Regions from separate parts of the Sus scrofa genome. Here region 1 is linked to region 2. A link is a contact called in public Hi-C data. All regions are on one chromosome and are shown on one strand. Each heading gives the region's core, a stretch centred on a gene start, on an enhancer-like site or on the middle of the called end of the contact. The rest is flanking DNA. Distances are from core to core; before and after follow the strand shown.

Region 1 (5,228 bases), core at 1,345-3,844, 200 kb before region 2:
AGCTGGGCAGGGAGTGACCAAGGGTAAGGAACGGGGAGGTAGACAGAGTAAAGAACGTGAGTCGTGGGAGTTCCCGTCACGGCACAGTGGAAACAAATCCGATTAGGAATCATGAGGTTTCGGGTTTGATCCTTGGCCTCACTCAGTGGATTAAGGATCCGGCATTGCTGTGAGCTATGGTGTAGGTCACAGACACAGCTCCAATCTGGCGTGGCTGTGGCTGTGGTGTAGGCCAGTGGCTACAGCTCTGATTTGACCTCTAGCCTGGGAACCTCCATATGCCACAGATGTGGCCCTAAAAAGCAAAAAAAAAAAAAAGGAAAAAAAAAAAAAAAAGAATGTGCATCAGCTAGAATCAGGACTTCACTTGTAGTTGGATCTAGATGCTCAAAAGATGGCTTCAGGTATCCACTTTTGTCCATGTCTCAGCTCTGCTTTTCTCCATGTTATCTTCACTCTCAGGCAGACTCTTCCCTGAGGAGCAGGATGGTGGCCACCATCTTTGTCATCCCCACAGTGGGCCTTATAGGTCTGGCTTGAGTTCAAGGCCAACATTTGACTCAGTTGTTGTCGTCAGAGTTGCCCTGTTGGGCCAGGTACTCATCTCTGGAGACAGGAATGGGTTACAGCTACTGAATCACAAAGATTCTCTGAAAGGAAGAAGGTTTCTGCTATTCCCAGAAGGAAAGAGGGCAAGGAGGACCAGGCAGGGAAAAGTCAATCAGTTTACTGGAGACTTGATGACCTTCCCTGCTCTGGATCAGCAATCTGACAGGGAAGGGAGCTCACACACTGGATTTCCCTTTCCCCCAAAGGGGATTTTTTAAAAAATATATAAAACAAATAAAGCAAGCAATTTTAGTGTTTGAAGGAAGCAAACTGGGCCTATTCCTTCTTGGGAAAATATCAGAGAACCCAATGTTATGGACTGCAGTTAGGACTAATTGCTATCATAGGAACCTGTGTTTTCTTTTTTTTTTTTTTTTTTTTTTTGCTATTTCTTGGGCCGCTCCCGCAGCATATGGAGGTTCCCAGGCTAGGGGTTTAATCGGAGCTGTAGCCACTGGCCTACACCAGAGCCACAGCAATGCGGGATCTGAGCCACGTCTGCAACCTACACCACAGCTCACGGCAACGCCGGATCCTTAACCCACTGAGCAAGGCCAGGGATGGAACCCGCAACCTCATGGTTCCTAGTCGATTCGTTAACCACTGCGCCACGATGGGAACTCCTACACATACCTCTTAATCTTGCTTTAAATTCACAATTATTTAGTTTGCAAAGAAGCCAGATTTTCTATAGATGCATAAAGTTTAAGGAGAAAAATGTTGGCAATCTCATGTCCCTTTAAATCTGTTATTAAAGGCTGAAATGAGAGTCATTTGCCACAGAGTTCTCAAAATGCCCCAGAGAGAAAGCAGTTCGGTCTTTATTGTGTCTTTTACTGACTTGTGAATTTTAAACAAGATGCTCCACTTTGAGTCTCTTGACAAAAGCTGGTTTTGGATTCTCCTGTGTCTTTCTATTTATGGCTCATAGTTTCACTGCCTTGTTTTCATGGAGCAATGTTAAGGTAAGGAAGTTTATTTGTAAAGTTGTTTATCCATGACCCTATTCTTTTACATAAAGAAAACTCCCTCTGCTTGTCCCCATGGTATCATGAGGCTCCCTTGCTTATAGTTTTGTTTGGATGCTGCGCTAGTATGATTCCTTACATACAACATGTGTTCAGCGTGCCATTAATTAATGACTCAACCAAGGATCAACATGTTTGCATTCTGCCACCATTCACTGAAGCCCTTTGGAGTCCTTTCTGAGACAACTTGGAACTCTCCCAAGATCTAGATATTTGGGCGTTTTACCAGAGACTTGGGAAATTCCAAACATGAGATTTTTTTTTCTTTAATATGGTTTTAAAAACAATTAAATGTAACAGCTACTTTTATTTGTTAATGCTCAAAACATAAAGGGAGCACAATGAATAAAATAAGGTTTAGGAGTTCCCATTGTGGTTCAGCAGTTAACGAATCTGTCCATGAGGACTCAGGTTTGATCCCTGGCCTTGCTCAGTGGGTTAAGGATCTGGCGTTGCCGTGAGCTGTGGTGTAGATTGCAGATATGGCTCGGATCCTGCATTGCTGTGGCTGTGGTGTAGGCCAGCGGCTACAGCTCCGATTCATCCCCTAACCTGGGAACCTCCATGTGCTGAAAGTGTGGCCCTAAAAAAGCCAAAAAAAAAAAAAAAAAAAAAAGGTCTAACTGGGAAGACTATTTAAACTCTACCTAGATGCTAACTTTAGCATTGAAGATTTCAACATCTGACTGCAGAGAAATAGCGCTGATACATATAATCCATATAGAACTTGTGTGGCCATGCAGTTGGAGCATTGCTGCCCTTTCTCACATCACATTTCCTCTTCTGCAGGGGTGATCCAGTAACAAGTGTATTTATCATTTTCAGACCATTCTAGAAAACAGAAGACCAGCCAGGAACCCATACTCTTGTCCTGCCTCTGGCCATTGTGGGAGTGATTACAGCTGCCCTCCCCCATAGCACTCAGGCACTGAAAAGTTCAAGGGCATGGAGGGCTTATCTCTGTCAGCTCTTTCCTTTGGTAGCTGTAGGACAACTGTTAGAAATCAGAATGGGAAGAGAGAGGAGGGAGGAGAGTGAGTTGGCTGAATACCATGGCCAGATGTCCAGAAACCAAACCATAATCATCTTTTCAGCTAGTGTCCTTGAATTCCTTGAGCTATTCTTGACATTCTTATAAACTTGAATATCCGTTTATGTCATCGGTGTCAATTCAAATCATGGGTTCCATGGAGCGTTTGATGAATGATCTTCAGTTTTATCACAGGCAAATACTTTAGAGTTCAATCAGTTGTTTTGTTTAAGGAAGCACTTTGGGATTTTTCCACACATCTCTTTCTAGATAAAAGTTTAGTTTTAAGAGCAGTGCTTTGCCAATCTTTACAGGTTTGTACTTTGGATCTATCTGGAGTTTTGCTCCCAAATGCTTCCGCCCAACAGGCATACAGGCAAACCTGAAGTAGAAATAGTAGATGTTTGCTTACTTGACTCTTGATTATCACAAACAACTAACTACTGTATCCAGAGAAGTCCCTGCTGATATTACTGTAACATTTGCCAAAGAAACTGCCTAATGTCGTGTTAACACAATAAAAATGATGACCAACCTTGACTCCAAGTTCCCCTCTGCTTGAGGCATCTTGACTCTTGGCATTTAGAGTTGTTTGCTTCTTGAACAGTGTCAGGTTTCTATGGCTCCAAGGGCTGGCTCGCATTACAGTCAAGTGGAACCAAGACAACGCAGGCAAGCTCTTCATGGGAAGAGAGGCCTCCCATGATTTCAGATTTCGTGGTCAGTGAACAGAGAAAAGGGAGATGTCGTCTCTTGACTTTTCCAAGATTTTGACAGAAGGAAGTTGTGGAGTTGGGGATGTTGGTAGGTCATGTTAGAACTGGGAAGGTGGGGGTGAGGTGTTGATGGGAGAAGAAGGGGAGAGTGTACAGGCTCAGAGCAGGGAAGAAGAGATAGCAGAGGGTCACTGCACCTAGGGAACAGGGAAGTGGCAATCCAGACAGGTAACCTGCACTAGGAAGGTGGAGGTGAGAGATGAGCAGGTGAATGTCCTCCCAGGTGGGCTAAGCATGACCATAGGTGGTGGGAAGGAAGGAAGTAGCCGGGATCAAGAGCACTAGTCAACCAAAGTCACGGTGCCATCTGGAATTAAGGGACAGACACTAATCTTGAGGGTGGAGTTTACAAGAACAGTAAGACAGAAGAGGCACAGTGATCAAGTCTTAATCTGGATGTCATATCCATGTCAGATACCAAAGTGGGCTATAGATTTTATCCATTCATTTACCCAACAAGTTTTAATTGAGCATCTACTATGTTTCAGCCACTGTTCTGGGCACAGGGCATAGAAGAAAACAAAATTCTTGCCCCTTTGGATCTTATATTTTCATAGGGGAGACAGATATCAAACAAAATAAACTTTAAACTAGATGAGTGGGTAATAAGAGCTCTAGAGAAAACTAAAGCAAGGTAGAGAGACAGGGAGAATGAAGGATTCAAATTTTAGATAAGGAGGTCAGGGAAAGCCTGAGAAGGTGACCTTAGGGCAGATCCTTGAAGGAGGTGAGGGAGTGGGCCTGCAGATACCTGGAGGAAGAACATTACAGGCAGAGGAAACAGCCAGTGCAGAACTGAGGTGAGAGTGTGTCTGGTGTATTCAGAGAATGGCAAGGAGGTCAGGTGGCTGCATTCGTACAGGTGAGGGGCAGAGTCAGATGATAGGAGAGGCAGGCAAGGGTTGAAGGTGAGGGACCATCTGAGCCTTTTTAGGCCAGTGGTTCTCAACCAAGGTCAGCTGTTTCCCAAGGGACATTTGGCAATGAATGGAGACATTTTGGGTTGTCACCATTGGGAGTTCTTTGTTCTAACTGCGACTTTCAACAATTCACAGTGGGCTCTTTACACGCCTAGTGTAAAGGCATGTAAATCTGAGCAAATAGTGGCCAGCACATCCGACAGTGGTGAGAGATTTCAGACTGGTCTCTGTAAATTGAAGTAGTCAGAAACAGACAGATATGAAGCTATTTCATAAAACCTATTATTGAAGTGTAATATACATAAAGAACAGTGTACATACCCTGAATGCACATACTGATGATTTTTTACAAGCAAAACACGAATACATAACTGGCACCCTGAAAACCTTTGCCACCTCCTCCAGTTACTGTTCTTCTAAGAGTAGCCACTATCCTGATTATTAAGTATTATAATAATTTTTAAATTAACTATATATAATTTATTAACTAATTTATAAGTATGAATTAACTAACATAAATATTATAAATTCGTTTGCCCGTTTTAGAACCTTTTATAAATAGAATCAGGAGTTCCCGCCGTGGTGCAGCGGAAACAAATCCGACTAGGAACACGAGGTTGCAGGTTCGATCACTGGCCTCGCTTGGTGGGTTAAGGATCTGGTGTTGCCGTGAGCTGTGGTATAGGTCACAGACGTGGCTCGGATCTGGTGTTACTATGGCTGGGGTGTAGACTGGCGGCTACAGCTCCAATTAGACTCTAGCCTGGGAACCTCCATATGCCATGGTGCGGCCCTAAAAAAAAGGACAAAAGACAAAAAAAAATATATATATATATATAAATAGACTCATAGAGTGTGTAATTGT
Region 2 (4,981 bases), core at 2,135-4,634:
TTTTTCTCTTGTCGTGTAAGTTGGCTATTCCAAACCAGGAGCTTGGACTCGGAGTGGGGCTGGAGCTTCTGCCACCAGCAATTAAAAGCCACATCTGTGGAGTTTCCACTGTAAAGCAGCAGGTTAAGGATCCAGCATTGTCTCCGCAGGGGCTCAAGTTCAATCCCCAGCCTGGAGCATGGGGCTAAGGGTCCGGGGTGGCCACAGCTGTGGCGTAAATCACAGCTGCTGCTTGGATTCGATCCCTGGCCCAGGAACTTCCATATGCCATGGGTGCAGTCAGAAAGGAAAGAAAAAAGAGCCACAGCTGTGACTCGGGCATCTCCTTGGGCCATGCTCCACATGAAGAGAGCTAAGGAGCCCCTCATCGAACTGGTAAGAGCCTGAAGAGGACAGTGGACCTTGCTGATGAAAACACGAAGTGGGACATGGACTTGGAGCTGTCTATGCGGCGGAGGCGCACCAGAACCCTTCTGCAACTGGTTCCAGGCAGACCCTGGCCATAGCACAGCAGGAAGCTGACTGCCTGCTGGGGAAGCAAGTGCATGTAACCCTGCCTTCTGGAGCATCAAGTTCTCACTGCTTCTCAAAGCCTGAAGGGTAGCAATCCCGGGTCTGGGTACACTCTTCTCTCCATGCCCTTTGACCAGAAAGGGTATGAGTTGTTTGTCAGGCGCTTGTTTGAAAGGCTGCATTTTTGAGTTTGTTTTTTTTTTTTTTTCGTGTGTGTTGTTTTGTTCTAGTTTCTATGTTTATTTTGTGTGTTCTTTTCCCCTGGGACTGTGGCTAAATTCTCGTGCCTTCTTGGAGAATTATCTTCTGGCATGCAAGATAAGGAACAGTTCTGCGGAAGAGACTGAGAAATCGACACCCCCCCCCAGGAGATAAGGAAGATGCTGGTGGAAGCTTATTACCTCTTGAGGATGGCTGGGTTGTCATACGTCAGGTAACTGCGGCCGATAAACTGCGGGATCTCAATGGCTTCCGTGATGGCTGAGACAGAAGAGAAAACGGAGGTTACATGGTCTGTAGTTCTCTTGACCCCCAGCCCTCAACCCCGTGGCAGGAAAACACAAAGAAAGCCAGCTCCTGGAAACAGGACATTCATCAGCTTGTCAGCCCCTTCCTCTTGGCAGCACACGCACTTGGCCCGGTTCGGGGCTGCGGGACCTGAAGGCCTGGAGTTGGCGTCTCCCCGTTGTCCCCTCCCTGGGGCTGGCTGCCACTGCTACTGGCTTCAGCATTACCAAAAGGCCTTGCAATATGCTGAAACCTGAACCATGCCCAGCGATTCCTGGAAGCCAAAGAGCAGGTCTTGGGTCACGTGGGGAGCAGCTGGGGAATAACTGTGTTATGTTCTCTAGGGAGGCAGAGAAAACAATCCCCCAGCAAACTCCCCACAGGATTTCTTTATTTGAAGCCAATCTGGCCCAGAACCCCTTTAGCCATGACCTCAGATGCTGGTGAAATAAGAGGGACGAGGTTTTGACTTTTTTTGCAAGCCACCTTCCCATGTCAATGTCACAAGCTTTTCATCGCAATCACCTGAAGAAGTGGGGGGCATGGGGGAAGGGAGGGGTGGTTGTCCCCACTTTATAGAAGAGGAAAGTGAGGCACAGAACCACCAAGGATTTGCCCAAGCTCATGCAGCTCAGAGCGCAACAGACCACGAACCAGTCTGGCCCTCCTCACTTCTGGCCCTCAGCCCACTTTTTACTTTCTAATATTTTACAAGTGTGTTTCCTTCCTCCCAACCTCTCGTCACTTCGTTTTCTTGAGGAATCACCCTCTTCCACCAGTTAGCAAGAGAATAGGTTAAGCAGTTGTGTTTGGTGTCACAAATTAGGGATAATTCAGGGCATTTCTTCTAAAGACGTAACAGCAATATCTCTTTTCTCTTTTGAAAGACCCAGAAATGGGAGTATAAAGAAATTAAGGTAGAATGAACTTCATGTTCAAAGAAATGTGTAAAACGAGAGCAAATAAGCCAGCTGAGGAAATCAGTTATAGTTTCACAAAACTATAAATATGTGGTTGGTGCAAAGCAGACACTGAACTAAGGACTCCACTCCCAGGAAAGAAAAATGTGTGATTGTGGACACTATGGATGACCAGAGAGTTTAAATTTAACTTCTGAACATTAGGAAGAAAGAAAGAAAGAAGAGGTAACAGCACACCACAAAACCTAATGACACTGGGCCCCCAAGTATAAGTTTCTATGTGGGCAGGTCACACACAGCATGTTTGCAAACTTCATAAAAAAGAAAAAGAAGAAAGAAAGGGAGAAAAAAAGAAAAGCAGAGGAAGAGAGGTAAAATTTAAAAGACAATTTCTGAGGTATCTATACAAGAAATTGCTTTATGTCCTCTGAAGAGGCAGAGGCCAGGACAAGGGCCCGCTGGGCCAGAAGGTCTCTTAGAGACAGAAGTGAAAGGCTCGGGCAGTTTAAATTCTGGCCCACCCCACTTGTCGCCCTCTGGTTAAAGTGAATAGGAGGAAGAAGCGGCATTCCCATTGTGGTGCAGCGGAAACGAATCCGACTAGGAACCCTGAGGTTGTGGGTTCGATTCCTGGCCCTGCTCAGGGGGTTAAGGATCTGGCATTGCTGTGAGCTGTGGTGGAGATCGCAGATGTGGCTCGATCTGGATCTGGCGTTGCTGTGGCTGTGGCGCAGGCCAGCAGCTGTAGCTCCAATTAAGGAGACACCGGAAAAGGAGAAAAGAAAATACCAGGGAAGCAAAGGAGGAGACCCAGTGAAAAGAGAGAAGAGCCGGTGGATGGTAGCCTGGGCAGGGGAAGCAGAGGGGGCGGAAAGGGCGAGACCAGGAGGAGGACCCAGAGGAGCAGAAACAGACATGAGCTGGGAGAAGGACGAGAAGTGAGAGTGTGAAAATGCAGGAAGCAAGGGAGCTCTTAGCTGTGCTGCCAGGCCTGAACCTGCAGACCGTTGGCTCTGAGAGGAGAGGAGCAACAGTCATTCCCAGAGCCAAATGCAACCTGGCACCCCTGCTGGGTTTGGCTCAGCCTTAGAGACAGCCCCCCCTGCCCCCACTGTCATTGGCCATGGATGTGGGCCTGTGGCCAATAGTCATCGCCCCCCTTGACCCCTTGAATTGGCCCGGACATACTCTGCACACGGACCCTCAAAGGGGTATGTGGGAGGCCCGTCCTGCTGCTGCTAAGCCCCCCAGCTCAGGAGCTCAGTGCCTCCCGAGGTCCAGCTGGAAGACAAGTATGTTCCCACGGTCGGAGCCTTTGGAAGGAGGACGCTCACCACCCTGGCAGGTGTGTCCGAGTCGCGCACGGCCTACCCCAGTTACCCTCTGCAGGTGGCTGGCCTGCACTGTGGCCACAGCCTGGCCAGAGCCTGCCCTGGCACGGGCCCAGGGCACCGTCACACTTTCTCAGAGGACTCACTGTACTTACTATTGAGACAGTAGTTCCCACACTCTGCCGGGTGCCAGCATGAAACAGAACAGGCAAAGTCAGAATTTCACAGTCATTGTAAAATCCCAATTACTTCGGTTGCAGATCTCTGGAAACCAGCCTTGCTGCCCTCACGAAAGCCCTGCAGGAATTCACATGCCTCTTAGGCAACGTGAATCTGATGCCCAACAGGAACCACTGGAAATCTTTTCTCAACCTGGTTGTCACTAAGTCCCTTCAGACCCAGCCTAATTGTGGGGGTGTGGGTGGCGGGACATGTGGATAAGAAATCGCCTTACACCTCTGAGGCTTCCCTGACCTTCACCTGCTGATCCTCATTCAATCCAAACCTGGTTTCCTTGCTAAAGAGTTACTTACCTTGTCATTGACCATTACTTTTCTTGGCTCTAGGCTGCAGGCGAAAAAGGCATGATAAGCCAGCCAGCTGCTTCTTTTCTCCCCGTGGTGGAAAATATCACCCTCATTCCCACCCCACCCCCTTGGCAAGATTCCAGAGCCCTGGTCCTTTTGTGATCCACAAAGGAACAAGAGAACTCTCCAGAAATGATGCCACTGAATACAAAAACGGTGAGAATGTACTCAGTGTCGACAGTATATGTGGATAAATATTAATTCCGTCCTAAAACATCACAGCTAGAAATGACCATCTAACCCCTTCTGGCCCTTTGAGGTTTGTTTATATATTTTATTTATTTATTTATTTATTTCCGCTTTTTGGTGCCAGGCTGGCAGCATATGGAGGTGCCCACGCTAAGGGCATAATCAGAGCTACAGCTGCCAGCCTACGTCACAGCCACAGCAACACAGGATCCGAGCCGTGTCTGTGACCAGCATAGCTCGTGGCACTGCTGGATCCTTAACCCACTGAACGAGGCCAGGGATTGAACCCATAATCTCATGGTTCCTAGTCGGATTTGTTTCTGCTACACCACAACAGCAACTCCTGTTTATATGTTTTAAAAAAGACTGTATTTTTTCCTGATCCTTTATATCTAATTTCTTTTGCATTGTCTTTTTCTTTTCCTGTGGCAAAGGCACTCATCAAAAAATGGTTTTGGTGTTTCTTCACATTTAGACCTAAAAGCTTGTGCCATCTGGTGACACAAATGATACCCCCAAAGAGTAGCCGCCTGGAAGCCAGGCAAAGCAAATATGCCACTGGAGGGACTTGAAATTCCCCACGGACTGTAAAGAGTTGAAAGGAAAGTGCTGGCTCCTTCATACAGCCCCAGGACCAGTGAAGGAAGACCTGAGGGTGTTGTAATCTAGCTTTCCCCGCAACCAGGACTCCTCTCAACAACATCCTGAGCGATGGCCACCCAACCCCAGAGAACGCTTTTCATGGGGGCAGGGGGTGCTGTCGGGGGGACAGCTCACTGGCCCACGGGGCAGCACCTTCCCTTGCTGGACAGCTCTACTTGGTGCAGACGTCTCAGTTACATGAAACTGACTCTGCAGCTACCAATAGGACAACCGCAAAAACATCTTTTTCTACACTACTAGCCTTCGACTATCTAAAGATTGACATCTAGGC

The links. Hi-C and Micro-C count contacts between places; a contact is called where the count stands out from the background.
Region 1: a Hi-C map of liver shows a contact between it and region 2, with 5 times the contacts expected there. The contact joins two enhancer-like sites. A contact is called at or near these places in 2 of 47 Hi-C or Micro-C datasets (liver and skeletal muscle) and 1 of 2 datasets of contacts at active chromatin or transcription factors (skeletal muscle).

What each region holds. Positions count from the first base shown.
Region 1 is chr16:23,784,362-23,789,589 of Sscrofa11.1, reverse strand. No RefSeq gene overlaps it. Among named protein-coding and RNA genes, the nearest start is that of OSMR, 250 kb to the left of the region's middle. Within about 2 kb of position 2,594, at least 8 of the 83 cell types and tissues checked have an H3K27ac peak or open chromatin away from gene starts, as enhancers often do. A contact at or near this core is called in liver and skeletal muscle, where this site is marked.
Region 2 is chr16:23,581,339-23,586,319 of Sscrofa11.1, reverse strand. It overlaps EGFLAM (pikachurin), which reads right to left. Exons shown (of 24, transcript XM_021076641.1): 19 at 915-993. Among named protein-coding and RNA genes, the nearest start is that of EGFLAM, 180 kb to the right of the region's middle. Within about 2 kb of position 3,384, at least 21 of the 83 cell types and tissues checked have an H3K27ac peak or open chromatin away from gene starts, as enhancers often do. A contact at or near this core is called in liver and skeletal muscle, where this site is marked.